2 separate regions of the Hordeum vulgare genome follow, and region 1 is linked to region 2. Evidence: chromatin contacts called from public Hi-C data. All regions are on one chromosome and are shown on one strand. Each heading gives the region's core, a stretch centred on a gene start, on an enhancer-like site or on the middle of the called end of the contact. The rest is flanking DNA. Distances are from core to core; before and after follow the strand shown.

Region 1 (3,255 bases), core at 11-2,510, 660 kb before region 2:
GAATGCACGATCAAGATCCTTTTGATACATGTTGGCGTCACAGAGGGGGGCTCCATAAAATTTTGATTTCTTCATCTCAGGAAAGAAGACCTGATTAAAACCGTCCACACTTCCTGGACATAAGAGTTTAGAGTTGTATTGAGATTGAACATAGGATGAATCGTTTTATTCTCAATTCCTTGTTTGACGCATGATAGGAATTATGTGAGAGAATTTTAGAAAAAACTACATTCACTTGTTTAGTTTGTGGCAATTGACGATGGAATAGATAAGAAAAGTTAACACAAGTCATAATGAAGGATCAAAATTGACCCATTAACAAAATTTCCTTCCAACTCACACGCCTTCCTCTATTAATAAAATGATAGGAAATGAAATATCAAGTCCCATGATTGTTTCCTTATGAATTTTCAATCCCTCTAACTAAACAGTAGACTTAAAATCTCATACCCCTTAAATTCTCATTTCCTAACTTCAATTACCCCAACCAAACACATTGTAAGTGACCTAAAACGTCGTACTGCAAGCACCCGTTCATAAAAAAAACACCTCACGCGTAAGCCTGTCAAGCCGGCGCATGATCTCTTGCCAAATTCAGTCGCCTTTCTCGATTTAACTTCTATGTAAGAGTATCTACAGCCGGACTTCTCAAATGATCTCTGGTATGTCTGCATGCAAACGCGTCCGGTTAATGAGTGGACAGAAGAGAGAAAAAAATGATTTAATTGGACTCTCCATATCATTTCTATACGTCAATGTTGTCCACAAACCCTCATATCCATCTGAAATATGGGAAGGATATGAGAGCTTGCGGACACGTCCGGACGCGTCGGATCAGTCCGTCACGTAGGACGCAACCGCACCTTGGACCATTTTTTTATTCATTTTTTCTATCTCTTTTTACCTCTTCATCAATCATGTACAAGTAATCGGACATATATAAAGAAGAAAAATGAAAAGTGTGGTTGCGCGGAACACGTTCGGGTCCGTCACTAATTGGGTACGTCCGCGGAGGGTAGTGACCTGGATATTCACGCACCCCCACAAGACAGGACGCGCCACAGCGATGCTTGGGCTATACGGACGAGACACACACACAAGGGTCGATCCTCGCGCGTGCGGCATCCTCGTCGGACGGATCCCCTCGGATGGCGACTCCGAGTCGTCATCGCGAGCGGCAGCTCCAACCAAGAGCGACGCGATGCCTCCTACGTGGTGCGGAACGCGAGCTAAAATCTTTGGACCCCGTAAGCAGAAAAGAGGATAAGAAGATTTGTCCTGCGATCCCCACGTTTCATCCTGCTAATCGAGCGAACACACACAGCGCACCGAGGAGACGAAAATGACTGTGATCACCGGAGCACGGCGCGCGTCGTTCTCGTCCGGGAGCCGGAGCTAGCTGCTAGCCACGGCATCCAGGCCAGGACGTAGCGGCACGGCCCCGTGCGGCCCCAAACCCGCTCACGCCTCTCCGCGCCACCACACAGGGACAGATGCTCCTTCACAAATCTCGGGATTTTTGTTGCCCGCCATTGTGGCGCGCCTATCTCTTCCTTCTTTTGGGAGTTCTGGGGAGCCCGGACACCGCCGTATTTGGCATGCGAAAACGAATTTTTGTCAAAAAAAAAAATCATTAGCCGAATGTTATTGTTAAAAAAAACCATGTGGTATGAAATGCGAGAAGAGACCTTCATTTTTCGTGGCGGCAGGCGCGCCGGGTGACGCGTGACACCTGCCGCCACGGGCCGAGGCGGCTAGGCCCCGCTGCCACCCGGCGAGGCGCCCGGCCGGGCAGGTGGCATCTGCCGCCAGCGCTTGAGGCGACCGGCCAGATGATGTGCATGGCGTACAATTTGAGCATGCATGGCCGTGATGGGCAGCCAGCGATTGAGGCATGCATGTACGCGAGCATGGGCAGCCTGCCGCCTCGAGTGCTGGCGGCAGGTGCCACCTGCCCGGCCGGGTGACGGCGGGGCCCAGCCGTCTCGGCCCGTGACGGCAGGTGCCACGCGTCACCTCGCGTGTCTGCCGTCACGAAAAATGGGGGTCTCTTCTCGTATTTCGTATCGCGTGTGGTCTTTTTTAACAGTAATATTCGGCTAGTGGTCTTTTTAAATTAAAATTCTGCGAAAACCAGTTCAAATATCCGTGTTTTCATCCAGATAATGATAAAATGTCAGGTTTTATCCGTCCATCATATAACTGCAGCCGTTCGACCGATGCGGGGAGGTTATGTATGTGTGGCTGCGAGTGCGGCGTGGACTCCCTGTTTCGGCGGCGAGCTCGACCGCCGGCGACCTGTGCGGGCGCGCGTTGAAATTCCGGAGGAGATTCGGATCGAAGATGGCGTGTACACACTGGAAGCCGGAGTTGCACGCATCTGCTCTCGGCGTTGCGAAATGGTGGCCGGATGGAGGAGATATGGATTTGGTCGTGCCGCCGACTCCACACGACCACCGAGGCACTGACCACAGGTAGTGCGTCGCCGTGTGCCAACTCCAGCCACTCGCGAGTATGCAGTACAGCATAGGATCGACAACTAGGGTATGCAGGATAGCATGGGATAGAAACAGTGACATGGATAACCCATTACGGTGTGTGGTTTATAAAACATCATACTACCTTCGTTTTTAAATATAAGCTTTTCAGATACTTCCTCCGTCCGGAAATACTTGTTCTAGAAATAGATGTATCTAGATTTATTTTAGTTATAGATACATCCATTTTGTACATTTCTAGGACAAGTATTTTCGGACGGAGGGAGTATTTAATAAAAAGACTACATACAAATATATATAGACATATTTTAGAGTGTAGATTTTTTTATACAATCCTCTAATAAGTCTCTATAAAGACTTATATTTGAAAAACAGAGGGAGCAAAAGGTGACGCGCCCACATGTGACATGCGTCAACATGGTTCATACATTTTCATAATCATCAATCTTGCTATATCAAACATATGATATTAACGAAAACTTTTTAATTTTTAAACTTAAATAAGTTTTATCTTTTAAATAAAAAATCCAATTAAAAATTGTTTTTCATCGTTAAATCTGTCTCGACGCAATCTTTAAAACTAGGTCCCATATTAATATGTTTCGACGATCTTTTTTAGGTTAAAAGTTGCCGTGATGTTTACACTAAAATTGTCATAGCGTTTACAATAAAGTTAGCACTGCATGTTTCATCTAGCTTTTTGTTCTAGATTCAAATCTACAATTGTATTTCAACTACTTTTCATGATATTTTTTAT
Region 2 (3,134 bases), core at 26-2,525:
ACATTGAAAAAATCACCCTACATAAGACAATTGAAATTTTTTTATCAAGCTTTAAATAATGTAAAAAGTGTATAGAGAGAATGTTTATCATGAACACTAAAAATGTATACAATAAAGTAAAATGTGTATAAAAATAATTGATCATGTATTGAAACAAAGTTAATCAAGCATTTGAAAAAAGGTTGAACAAGTGTTTTCAAAATGTTAAGCAAGCATTTAGAAAATGAGAAATGTGCACAAAAAAAATGGCCGTGTACATAAAAATGGTAATCAATCATTTAAAAAATATTGAGAAAGTACTTGAAAAATGTTAAATGTCCATAGAAAAATGTTGACCATGTATAAAAAATCATGAAAAAATTGATCACATAAAAAAACTAATCAATAATTTCGGAAAAATGTGGAAAAGGTATTTCAAAAATACTAATCAAGCATTTGAATTTTGTATGTGTTTAGAAACAATGATAACCATGTGTCGAAAAATTAATATTGCATCTATAAAGTATCATTCAAGCATTTCAAAAATGCTAAATGTGCATAGGAAAATTGTTGATCTTGTATCTGAAAAATGTAAATCCTGCATTTGAAAAAGTTAAAAAGTGTGTATAGGAACAATGTTTACCATTTATTCAGCAAATGTTAACCTTGTGTTATAATAATGTCAATGAAGCATTTGAAAAATGTTTACAATGTGTATAGAAACAATGTTGACCATGAATTAAAAAATGTTAAATTTGTATTTGATTTTTTCTAAAGGTATTAGAAAATTTTGTTGACATATAAAAAGTAGAATGAAAACCAAAATAAACAAAGAAAGCCGAAAAAATTAAAATCGAAAAAGAAACGAAATGAACCAAGGAAAAAAAGAAATCAAAAAAGTAAGAAACAAATGCAAAACTGAATGAAAAACCCGGAGAAGGAACAAAATAAAACGGAAAAATAAAGAAATAAATAAAAGCAAAGTAACACAACTTTTAAAAAAATAAAAAAGAGAAAAACAATGGGAAAAACCCGAAAAAAACCTAGGAAAAAAGCGGAAGAAACCGTGGAAAACCCGTCCCATCAGAAAGTTAAGGCAAGCCCAGTAGCTAGCCACGCTTGCCCTTAATGTGGAGACCCGGATCTAATCCCCTGTGCGCTCCCTTTTCTCCTATCTTTTTCCATTATTAACTATGCGCAAATGGGCCGACCCCTTCAGCGAGACATCCTATCATCTCGCTTGATGTGAGATATAGTCGCCGGGTACCTCCTCTTCGGCACTCTTAGCGGTGGTTACTGGTTAGCATTGCTAGAGCTCATAGGCAACTCGTAGCGGGCCAGCCCATTGACTTGCTCTAGAAAACGAAATCTAATCACTAGCTAAAAAAATCAATCTCGCCAATTATCAATTAGGGAAGTAGCAGGATTGGAACCGGACACGACAATATAGATGGTCGTAGCCAATAACCACTAGGTCGTGCTCATTTAGTTGTCCACTATCAGGAAACAGTACCATTTGACCCGTGCTTCAGTTAACATATACAATCATATACCCAACATAATTTATTTAAAGCTAGAGCATAAATAAAAAAATGTATTTCTAAAAACTATTGTAAACAAATACTAATTTAAAAAAAGGCCACCAATTTGAAAAAAAGGTTATAGAAATTGAAAAAATCTCATGGAAATGAAAAATGCTCGTGAATTTGAGAAAAGTTCATGCATTAGGAAAAATCATGAACATGACAAAAGTTCAGGAATTTTGAAAAAAATCATGAAATTCTTAATAATTGCATGAAATTTGGTGTAAGTTAGCGAATTTGAAAAATATCACGGACAAAATAGTTTACGCACTTGAAAAAAGCTCATCAATTTAAAAAAAAAAAGTTCGATGATTTGAAGAAAAGTTTGCAAATTTGTAACCAAAGTTCATCTATTTTTGAAGAAAGTTCATTGATTTTGAAAAATATTCATAAATTTAGAAAAAAATGTTCATGAACCTAAAGTAAGTCCACACACCAAAAAAACTGAGTGAAAACGAAAGAAATTCAGCCAAAGAAAAACCAGAGTCACCTTTTTAGTGTTACGAGGTGACATATAACAAAGAAGGAAAAACATATGTCAGCCATGGAAGGATGTGTCCCAAGTGGTTATCCCGGTTAGTTATGAAGTGTGAGTTCATTGAATCCCACATATTGCCACTTGTTGAAGTTCTGAGGAAATGAGAAAAACAATGTAAGTCCCCTGTGGTTTGGAGAAATCCCATTGGTTTGGAGAAATTTTGTAGGATTTCTATCTTTTTTTTTCTTTAGAGCCCTTTGGTTTATAGGAATGAAATACTACTCCTGTGGAGGAATTCTTCCTACCCTCCACAATTTATATAAAAATAAAAATTAGCATAGATTTAATAAAAAAACTATGGTGTGGATTAAAGGGCATCTCCTTCACTATTCCTATTCATAGGATTTAAGATACATATAATCTTATTTCTTATGACTTTTCTATTCCTCTAAGTTTCCTACCCTATGAACTAAAGGAAATCTAAATGGTCCAAGCCCATGTTGGTGGAGTGCGTGCACCCGTTTCTAGAATAGGTTCTATCTGCGCTCAAGGTTCCCCGCATTTTTTTATGAATGTGCCATCAGCATACATTAAAAATTATTTATTATGTGTTAAAAAGTTTAATTGCATGTTTGGAAATGTTCAAAATTATTCATTGCCTGCTTATAAACTGACATGCTCTAATAGAATGTTTTTCTTTGAAAGAAAAGGAAAGTTAGGGAGTAAATGAACCAGACATGGCCTAGCACACAAAGAATGAAAACCAAAAGAGTAACAACCAACGGTAAAACGACAAAGAAAACCATGGTAAATAAAGAACAAAACAACTGAAAGAAAAAACGGCATCCTCGCACTAGGCCGGTCCATTTAGCCGTAAATGCTAGGTCTTGCTTAGCGCGAGAACATAGCTAGAGTCCCCTCAATCATTCAAATGGGCCAGCCCATTAATTGTGATAGAAGTTGTTTTGGGAACTTTACAAGGATCGGTGCGTCGAACCTTCCGTCCGGTTTTCAGTTTTCACCGATTTCGGGAAGGTTACACATGTTTTTTTTCCTTTCTTTGTTTTCCCGACTGGGTTTTTACTTTCTGTTTT

What was found. A called contact is a pair of places that touch in the nucleus more often than the background predicts.
Region 1: a Hi-C map of leaf shows a contact between it and region 2, with 3 times the contacts expected there. The contact joins two enhancer-like sites. A contact is called at or near these places in 2 of 6 Hi-C or Micro-C datasets (leaf and seedling).

Annotation. Positions count from the first base shown.
Region 1 is chr5H:460,114,571-460,117,825 of MorexV3_pseudomolecules_assembly, reverse strand. No RefSeq gene overlaps it. Among protein-coding and RNA genes, the nearest start is that of LOC123399456, 63 kb to the left of the region's middle. Within about 2 kb of position 1,260, at least 1 of the 3 cell types and tissues checked has open chromatin away from gene starts, as enhancers often do. A contact at or near this core is called in leaf, where this site is marked.
Region 2 is chr5H:459,455,287-459,458,420 of MorexV3_pseudomolecules_assembly, reverse strand. No RefSeq gene overlaps it. Among protein-coding and RNA genes, the nearest start is that of LOC123398640, 11 kb to the right of the region's middle. Within about 2 kb of position 1,275, at least 3 of the 3 cell types and tissues checked have open chromatin away from gene starts, as enhancers often do. A contact at or near this core is called in leaf, where this site is marked.